Regions from separate parts of the Mus musculus genome. Here region 2 is linked to region 1. The links are chromatin contacts, called in public HiChIP or PLAC-seq maps. All regions are on one chromosome and are shown on one strand. The core of a region is the stretch at or near the end of the contact, and the rest is flanking DNA. Distances in the headings are between cores, read along the strand shown. Region 1 overlaps Rubcn (RUN domain and cysteine-rich domain containing, Beclin 1-interacting protein). Region 2 overlaps Osbpl11 (oxysterol binding protein-like 11).

The links. HiChIP or PLAC-seq counts read pairs in DNA pulled down with a chosen protein or histone mark.
Region 2: an H3K27ac HiChIP or PLAC-seq map of microglia shows a contact between it and region 1, with 4 times the contacts expected there. The contact joins two enhancer-like sites. A contact is called at or near these places in 2 of 39 promoter capture datasets (the 3T3-L1 cell line and hippocampal neurons), 4 of 115 datasets of contacts at active chromatin or transcription factors (T-cell acute lymphoblastic leukemia, embryonic forebrain, large pre-B cells and 1 more) and 1 of 9 other capture datasets (embryonic stem cells).

The regions. Positions count from the first base shown.
Region 1 is chr16:32,834,435-32,839,207 of GRCm38.p6, reverse strand. It overlaps Rubcn (RUN domain and cysteine-rich domain containing, Beclin 1-interacting protein), which reads left to right. Exons shown (of 19, transcript NM_172615.4): 8 at 855-970; 9 at 2,588-2,798; 10 at 3,193-3,294. Among named protein-coding and RNA genes, the nearest start is that of Smbd1, 26 kb to the right of the region's middle. Within about 2 kb of position 1,942, at least 2 of the 459 cell types and tissues checked have an H3K27ac peak or open chromatin away from gene starts, as enhancers often do. A contact at or near this core is called in microglia, where this site is marked.
Region 2 is chr16:33,189,354-33,194,126 of GRCm38.p6, reverse strand. All of the region lies in intron 1 of Osbpl11 (oxysterol binding protein-like 11), which reads right to left. Among named protein-coding and RNA genes, the nearest start is that of Osbpl11, 6.7 kb to the right of the region's middle. Within about 2 kb of position 2,261, at least 53 of the 459 cell types and tissues checked have an H3K27ac peak or open chromatin away from gene starts, as enhancers often do. A contact at or near this core is called in microglia, where this site is marked.

The DNA.
Region 1 (4,773 bases), core at 693-3,192:
GCAGTGCAGTCAGCGCCCCAACTCTTTGTGCATAGAGAACAGTGACTGAGCGCTCGGAAGGCAAGGGCGGAAACTGCCCTGCTCTGCTCTCTCCCCGAGCCTGCTGAGTCCTGCGTTGTGGAACCCATCTCAGCCTGTGGACTGCTTTCGCCTGTCCTTCTGCCATCTTCAACACTGAGATTCTACTCCCCGTGGTCCTCACTGATGTAGGGTTCCCACCCTCTCTTATGCTCCGAATGCCACCACGAGTGTCCGTAGTACCACAGGCGATGGCAGCCTGAGTGAGCGAGAGCCTTGACGGTGGGTCTTTTTGTAATTCCCAGGAGATGAGTTCCACGTGGGAATCACTCAGTCCTTTCCCTCCGCTCAGCACCGTGTTAGTTCTCATTCCCTTTTCCGTAGAGTAGGAAGGACAGTGTATTACAGATGAGTTTAGATAGGAAAAGGGTGATCTCTAGGGTCTCACATTTATTCCACCATTCTCCTTCCAAGAGGTTTGGTGCTCTGTGACTCTTAAAGAGTCTAAATAATGTCATTAGAAGATAGATGTCAGCTGGGCGTGGTGGCGCATGCTTTTAATCCCAGCACTTGGGAGGCAGAGGCAGGTGGATCTCTGAGTTTGAGGCCAGGCTGGTCTACAGAGTGAGTTCCAGGACAGCCAGGGCTACACAGAGAAACCCTGTCTCGAAAAAAACCAAAAAAAGGAAGATAGATGTCTTCATCCAATTCTCCCTCACCTGGGAAGAGTTGAGAGCGCCTTTAATAGAAGACCATCAGACTTCTGGAAGAAGCTTGGTTGTTACAAGTTTTTGTTTCAAGACTGAAATTTTATATCTACACTCCAATTCCCACAGAGGGTGGTCAGTACCTCTGCTCAGGAGAAGGCATGTTTAGAAGACCATCAGAAGGACAGTCCCTCATCAGTTACCTCTCTGAGCAAGACTTTGGCAGCTGTGCAGACCTGGAAAAGGTGAGGCGCTCAGAGGGGCAGATTAGGAGCTTGTGCAGTGTGGGGTCTGGCCTATGGGAGCTCGTGCAGTGTGGGGTCTCTGCTGCCACAGTTCTAATGAGATTCTGAGTACTCGGGAGTAGCTATGAGCTGCAGGAAAGCTCAGTGAACTCGTCTGGGGACTCTTCAGGGAGCGTATGCTCAGCTTGTTCTTTGACCCCATGGCCTCACACAAATACTTCTCCCAGAATCAAGTTCTATTTTTTTGTTTGCTTTGCTTTGTTTTTCAAGACAGGGTTTCTCTGTGTAGCCCTGGCTGTTCTGGAACTCACTTTGTAGACCATCCTGGCCTCAAACTCAGAGATCCACCTGCCTCTGCCTCCTGAGTGCTGGAATCAAAGGCATGCGCCACCTGGCCAAGTTCTGTATTTATTCCTGGGATCTCATATGTGTACTTTATATCTGTGCACTAATCTTTTATATTGGGACATGATATTTATCTTACTCCTTTGTGTATGAATGTATGACTTTAGGAAAAGAGCCTGTTTGGAATTTCTGCCATGTTCTCTCTTTCATTAGCCTTTGTTTCAAGGATGATGGCCTGGCTTGATCAGCTTAATTAGTAGCGAAGAGTCAATTGTCTTATCAGAAACATCTGGAAAGAACTGCAGTGTCCAATAGGCAGGGTCCAAAAGCATTAGACATGGATTCAATATAACTATAAGCAACATTTTGCTGTTGGTTTTGAGTCAGGGTTTTACTATGCAGCCCAGACTAGCTTCAAACTTTAGATTCCTCCTGATTACAGGTGTGTGATACCTTTGAGTAATTTTTTAAAGCAGTCATAAGAGAAAACAGCAGCTGATAGAACTTCAAGTTTTATCTTCCTCAGGAGTTGACTCAGTTCAAAGTGTTCATTCTTAGAAGCCATGTTATCAGACTTCTCTAGAAGATCTGGGAGTGTCTCATCTTCTCCAGAGCAAGCGGTGTTTCCCATCATAGTCTGGGCAGAGCTTCAGCTAGCCAGACCATGTGAGGCTGGTCTGCATGCCACAGCAGCGCTGTCCATTGCATTTTCTCAGTGCCCTAGAGTGGTGGGAAAGTTTGCTGCCAGACACCTGAGTTAGCATTAGGGCCGTGGAGGTGGTTCCTCCATGTGTAGATAGATAATCGCATCAGCTTCAGGGATACTGTTTTGTGTCGACCCTCTTTAAGGAACTACCATTTTCTTCATGTGCTGTGGCTGCTCTGTGAGCTACATCTTCCTTCAAGCACTTCCTCTCCCACCAATGTGCCCGGTGCTTGCAGTTTGGTGACTTTTTTTAAACCATAGTTTGTTTCATTGTGTTGAGCGGAGCACCAGGGAGTAAGACTGGCACTGAAGTCTTCGGCTGAGAGCTGAGATTCTCTTCTCATTTTTATACAGAACATGGAGCAGATGAGACAGTCATGGCCAGAGACTCTAGAGCAGGTTGTCTGCCCGCCTGCTGTCCTTACAGCAGACAGGTGCTTTTCCCCTGGTATTTCTGAGGAAAGCACACGTCTGTGAAGCTCTGCTTCCCCACAGCGAACTCAGCAAGGTGTTCCATACTTTTAGTCCCCTGACAAGCAGCATCTTTGGGGTCCTCCTTCCTCCAGGAAAACGCCCACTTCAGCATCTCCGAGTCCTTGATTGCCGCCATTGAGCTGATGAAGTGCAACATGATGAGCCAGTGTCTAGAAGAGGAGGAAGTAGAGGAGGAAGATAGTGACCGAGAGATCCAGGAACTGAAGCAGAAGATCCGCCTTCGGCGCCAGCAGATCCGCACCAAAAACCTGCTCCCTGCGTACCGGGAGACTGAGAATGGAAGTGAGTAGGCCTGTGGCCGCCGAGTACTCGCCTCTTTATGGCTTCACAAGCTTGGGCCATGTGGCCGCTCTCCTCTGCTCTGTGTGACGTGTTATACCTCAGCTCAGGGTTCCGCTGCTGTCAGAAGACAGTACTGTGGTGGTCTGTGTTGTTGGTGATGGTGTTATTTTTCCCTTGATAGACTAGGAATATCCCTAGAACTCATGTTTCCTACATCAGAAACAGCTTTATCTCAGAATGGGCTTCCAAGGTGAGAACTAAGGCCAGGAGTCACAGATGGGCTTCTCCAAAGTTGAGTGGAGCAGCAGCAAGTGTCAGTTCGGTGTATAGCTTCAGTCCCAGCCAGGTCCTGTCCTTGATCCTGTCTGTGACTGTGACGATCTCAATATCACAGGCTTCCGGGTCACCTCCAGCAGCTCCCAGTTCAGTTCACGGGATTCGACGCAGCTCTCTGAGTCCGGCTCTGCTGAGGATGCTGACGACTTGGAAATCCAAGGTGAGGAATGACAGCTTGTTACAGGGGTGTTTATTACTTGTTTCTTCTCATTTGAAATGCTGGGCTGAGTGACCCCTGAAGAAGATCTTCACTATGACCCATTACAGAGCACCGTTATTGTAAGGGATGGCTACTAATGCTAAAAATGCCGTTAACATGCATGAAGGTGACAGCCTTGATCATAAGGGGGCCAGCTGTTGGTGTCACTCTGACTCTGTCCTCACGTCTGTACCTCTCTTTTGGGTCCTCCTCCTAGCTGAGCCAAACCATATGATTTAGACTGTTTCCCTGGGCTCCATAACACCAGGAAATTGCTCCAAAATCTGTTAAAATTTAAAAAAAAAGAGCTTTATTGTAATTAAAAAACAAGACAGGAGTCATTAAGGGAGAAGCAAAAAAAAAAAGAAAAGAAAAAAGAAAAGAAGAAATAAAGGAAAACCTATCAGTTTACATAGCTTTAATTCCTTCTCAGCAGACTTCGGGCACTGTCCAGCCTTGGTGCAGTCATCAGTCAGTGGAGGAGGTGGGGCTGCGATGGGGAAAACATGCGTAGGAAAGCAGGTCACTGAATGTGCCTTTGGCATCACCGGCCTCCCTGAGTCCTGATAGCAGGACCAAAGAAACAAGTCGAACCTGGTGACTCAGGGAGTTACTGGTTTACTTACAGGCTACATCACTAATAATAATAATTATAATGGTAATAATAGTAATTGTAAAAATCACACCAGCATGAGCGACAGACTCCTAAGAGCTCCATAGACAGAGTCCAGCCTTTGGCTAACAGCCTCCTATACATTGTAGCACCTCCTAAGACCACATGCAGCCGGTATAGCAACTACTCAGAGCCGGGGGCATAAGAGTAACTGAGCAGCGGGGCAGTGTGGCACAACGCCTTTAACCCCAGCACTTGGAAGGCAGAGGCAGGCGAATTTCTGAGTTCAAGGCCAGCCTGGGCTCCAGAGTGAGTTCCAGCACAGCCAGGGGAACACAGAGAAACCCTCTCTCGAAAAGAAAAAAAGAAAATAAAAGTAACTGAGCAGATGAACTCTCAGGCAACGGTCTGATGGTCTTCCACCCCAGTCTGCGTGAAGGAGAGTGGCAGTAGATTCCATCTTGAGAGGGTCTCGTGGAGCCTAGCCAGGGATCAGCTGTCCTGCTTCCAGCCTGGCAGAAGCCACATCGTACTTGAAGACCATGCCTCACAACAGCCCTATTTCTGCAAGCCATAGATTTCTTCAGGTCCCAACAAAAAGACAGACTAGCAGCAAATAAACTCTCCTCCATGGACAAACTAAGTGTGACCTCCTTACAGAGCTGAACTGCCAGCACTCCATTATAACACTGTAAAATGACACTGAATATATTATTACTGATATATTATTCTCTTAGTCTTCAGAGCCCTCCCAAGTAACCAGTGTTCCCCCTCTGAAATCCAGATCTTGCACAATTGTAGAGGCCTCTAAGATATTTTTTCTGTGT
Region 2 (4,773 bases), core at 1,012-3,511, 350 kb before region 1:
AAGTCCTAGCCTTTGGAAGGTTAAGGCAGGTATATGAATGAGTTCAAAGCCAACCTGGGCTACATAAAAAAGAGACCCTGTCTCAAAACAGCAACAGAAGAACAAGACTCAAATAAGTGTAGACTACTGCTTGTCTTGATATATGAAACACCAGCCCCCAGACTGTACAGAAACAACTTGAGCACTATTATCCTTTGGCATGGACAATCGCGGGCTCTCTTTCATCTCTCCCCTTCTCTGTCCAATAACTAGTTAGCACAACTGTTTGATGTGGGAAGACTGTGCCACCTGCTGGCCATGAGAAGATGCTGTGAGACTCAATGTTTTGCTTTGGGAGCTGTGGGTATGCTATAGCCCAGACTGGTTTCAATGCAAGCTAGCATCCCCTAATCCAACTATCCCAAGTTCTAATTCCCACCATACATACACCAAAATCTGAAAGCTCTCAGCCTGAAACACTGCTGACCAAGTTTCTGACGGAAGCCTGTGTCTGAGTGTGTGTAACCTTCTACCTCACGCTCTACTCTTTAGAAGTGTATACATTTTTGCAGATCTTAATAAACATTTTAATATTAAGACAATCTGGTTGCTAATTGAGGAAAACATTACATACCTCATTTTATCATGATATTTCATGTTCCATGAATCAGGTGATTAAAAACAAGACACTGGAAACTAAGCTATGAAGAAGTTATCTTCAGTAATACCACTGCCCACAAATTGGATATATTTCTGATATTTCAAAGTATCATCTCCTTGGAATTCGTCCTGGAAGCTGTCTAGGGAAATAGTTGGTGAAGGGGCTTGGTGGTTGCTCTTCCAGGGGCCCTGAGTTCTCTTCCTAGCACCCATGTTGGGTGGTTCACAATTGGCTGTCTGCCCAGTGGTATTAATACATTTAGTCTGACACTCCTCCTAGATTGTTTCAATTCCCAAATTCCATTATTACTCCATACTTACTTCTTTTTGTTTGTTTGATAGTCTTGCTATATACACATTCACAGACAGACAGATACACACACACACACACACCCTACCTACCTACCTCCTAGGCTAGCCCTGAACTTCTCAAGCCTTAACTCCCTAAGGGGTGGTGTCACAGGTGTTAGGCTCCAACCATTAACCTTTATCAGACTTAAGTTACATAAAATGTTTAAAATCAACCTTGCTTTAAACACTTTCAGATCCTTTCAGTTAAGAACAAGCGACTCCCAGGCAGTGGTGGATTGCCTCTTTAGTATCAGCACTTGGAAGGCAGAGGTAGACAGATCTCTGGGTTTGAGGCCACCCTGATCTACACAGCAAATTCCAGGACAGCCAGGGCTACACAGAGTGAATCTGTTTCAAACAAACAAACAAACAAACAAACAAACAGGAAAAAGAAACAAGAAAGGGAGGGAGGGAGGGAGGGAGGGAGGGAAAGGGATTATTACAAAGCACTCTGAAAACCCACTGAAAAGTAAGAGAAATTCCCCAGGAGAAAAACGTCACACAGAGAAAACAGCAGTACGGGTCTCTGGCACTGGAGCACATAACAACAGGAGTATGTTGTTTAAAGACCTTTCTTCTTTGCCTTTTCAAGTTTTCCTTCAAGTGTCCAGTGTGTATGAGCTCCCTCTCTCCATGCCCCTCCCTCCCATCAGTCCCCTTTGTCCCACTGGGCAGTGTTGCATCTACTTTCACATCACAGTCACATGCATCTATTTTATGTATCTATACACAATCTAGGAGCTACAAACCAGAGACTATGTATTATATCTGTCTAAAAAGAATATCTCATCAAACAGAGTACAGGAGGCTATGGTAACAGGGCTGGGGTGACAGGACCTGCTGACTGAGTAGATGTGAAATGAGAAAGGGACAGCGTGAGAGAGAAAAAGCCACTGGTTTGTTCCAGCACCCAAACTGATCATTTTCATTATTGTAGTATTCTCCAGTAGATATTCTACTAGAACTACAAAGGGTCTCAGGATTGCCCTATTCACAAGCTAGCAAATTAACAGGCTACAATTTCATAGGGAAATGGCCGACTCCTGTGCAGGAATGGACACACTGACTTCAGTCCTCAGGGCAATAGCAGCACACCGGTCACAAAGAGGGCAAGCAACACCTACACCCAAGACAGAGTGTGTTAAAGGGCAGAACTTCAAGGCCTGGCTAGAACACAAGTCTTATCAAAAAGCAGCAAGCTGTACTACTGACTCTGCCAAATAAGACTTTGTTTCATCACATAAGACTTAAATTTCATCACAATAAAAAGATGTAAGCAATGGCACACATGATCTGTCTTCCAAGGAAGCAGTGAGCAGAGGGACTGGCTGCCCTTTGCTCCATAGTTGTTTTCAAGGCTGTGTAACAGCAGCCTAGAAGACAGAGGCACATTCCAAGGCTTCCGCCAGCCCTTCCTCTGAAAAGCAAAACTGCTTGCTAATGCAGAAAAGAGACCTGCCTTTTAGCTAGCTGTCGTTAGCAGGTAGAAAGCCAAAAACACAAGGTTTGAAGTGTTTAAAGTTTGGAGAGGCAGTCCCTACCACACATGCCCAGCCTGCCTTTTAGCACTTCCTTTGGTTTGTTCCTTTCCATCCATTTCAATAAACAGCGAAGTGTCGGATTTGTAAGCCTGCCTTTGCACAAACCTTTAATCCTGGCACTTGGAAGGCAGATGAAGGTGGATCTCTGAGTTTGAGGCCAGCATGGTCTACAGAGGGAGTTTCAGGACATCCAAAGACTACACTGAGAAATCCTGTCTCAAAAAACAAAAACAACACAACAAAACAAGCTGACACAGAGAAGAGAAAAATAAAGAGAAAATTCATCTATGAACTGCCAGCTTTCACAGTGAAAAAGAAGGGACCCTGAATTAAAATGACTCTAAAGGAAAGATAACTTAGGGCCAATGGAATAAATTCAACCAACTTTTTCCTAGAGTAATCAAGAGACAGTCAGCAAACACGGAAGAGGTTCTTTTCCTTCCCTGATTCTTTTCAATGACACTGAAAATGAAGGCCAGAGCTTCCGACTTCCATTCTGCTGGGTATGCACTTAATTGGGATCTGAGTAACAGAGAGGCTCACACACTGAGCGGTCTCAAAAATCATTGTTATGAGTTAGAATCGTAGCAAAACATGAGACAAATCATGTATTAAACTAGTTACTACTATCAGTAAAAAGCATCCATTCATTTACAGCCTATCTTCTTTTAATCCTTCTATGCAAATAACCAGTCATAAAAATTTTTCTAGTTACTAGCTATGGGATCCTGGCCAACTCATTTCAACTTCCATTTTCTTCTCTGTTTACAGAGACAGTGCCCATTACCTTCCTCTGAGAACTGTGGGAAGTCCACGTCCCTTCATTCTGAAGCAAGCTGAATGTGAGGCATTCACTCAGGCATACTGAGTTGGACACATCTAAAGCCCAGGGTATAATCTCACTGCCCCAGATTCATTTATCCTCCACATTTTCAGAATTTTAAATGTGGGTGACAACTGGGGTCAACTGTCCTTCCTTTCCTCCATGAGTCCCAAGAGAGAGCTAAAAAGCAGACCCTTCCTATTTAAATTCAAGGTTCTGGGTGACCATGACTTCGAGGAAAACAGAGAGAGGACACAATTGGCTTCGCCAAAATACTCAACCCACACACACTGTGAAATAATAAGTGCCGCTGCTTTAGCTGGGTATGGTGGTAACATGTCCTTAATCAACTTGGAAGGCTGGAGGCAGGAAAGTCTGGGGTTCAGGGCCCCAGCCTGGGACAAGGAGACCTACTTGGTCCTCCTGCCACCTCCCTCAGAGGTACAAAGGTATGGTTTAGTAAACTCCTCACAGATTTGGTGAGGCAGAGAAAGGGGATCCCTGGGTTTAGAGAGACCTTAAAGTGGAGACGGCTGCAGAGAAAGCAGGTAAAAGCATTTGTCACATCACGTAAGTCTGGCAACTCAAGTTCCATTTCTGCAACCCACAAGTGGAAGCAAAGAACTGACTGTCACAACTCCCTTCTGACCAGGGTGACATGGACACCCTGGTACACGTTCACACACACACACCATTACACACCCCCTAACACATACACACACACAAGTTTTTTCTTTGTCATTAAAAGTGCTCTAAGGGGCCAATGAGATGGCTCAGTAGGTACAGGCACTTGCTGCCAAGCTTAGTGAACTGAGTTCAATCCTTGGAATGCACATAGTGGAAGGAGAGAGCTGACTCCTGGCTCGGGCCTCCACATGCCCATGTGGCATACATGCCTACACACACAGACATGTATCATTTTATTTTATTTAAAGCTAAAATATTGTTGGCTTACATGCTTGCAAGGTTCTAGGTTTGTCTCCTATATTGCTAAAAGTAAGTAAGTGAAATCCTAAAATATATTGAATATAAGTAAGTACTTACTAAATAAAGAAATAACACAACTTTATCTGGCACTGTAGCTCACACCTTTGATCCTAACACTCAGGAGACAGAGGCAGGTAGATCTTTGCATTCCAGTCCAGCTTGGTCACAGAACTAGTCCCTAGTTCCAGGGTAGCCAGGACTACACAGAAAAACCCTGTTTCCAAACCCAAAAAAACAAACCAGAAAGAAACAGGGTTGAAGAGCCGGGTGTGGTGCTGCATTCTTTTAACCCCAGCACTGGAGAGGCAGAAGAAGCAGGCAGATCTCTGTGAATTTGAGACCAGCTTGTTCTACCTATAAATTCAGGCCATGCAGGGTTACATAGTAAGACCCTGTCTCAAATAAAGGGGGTAGGAGGCAAGGGGCAGGGGC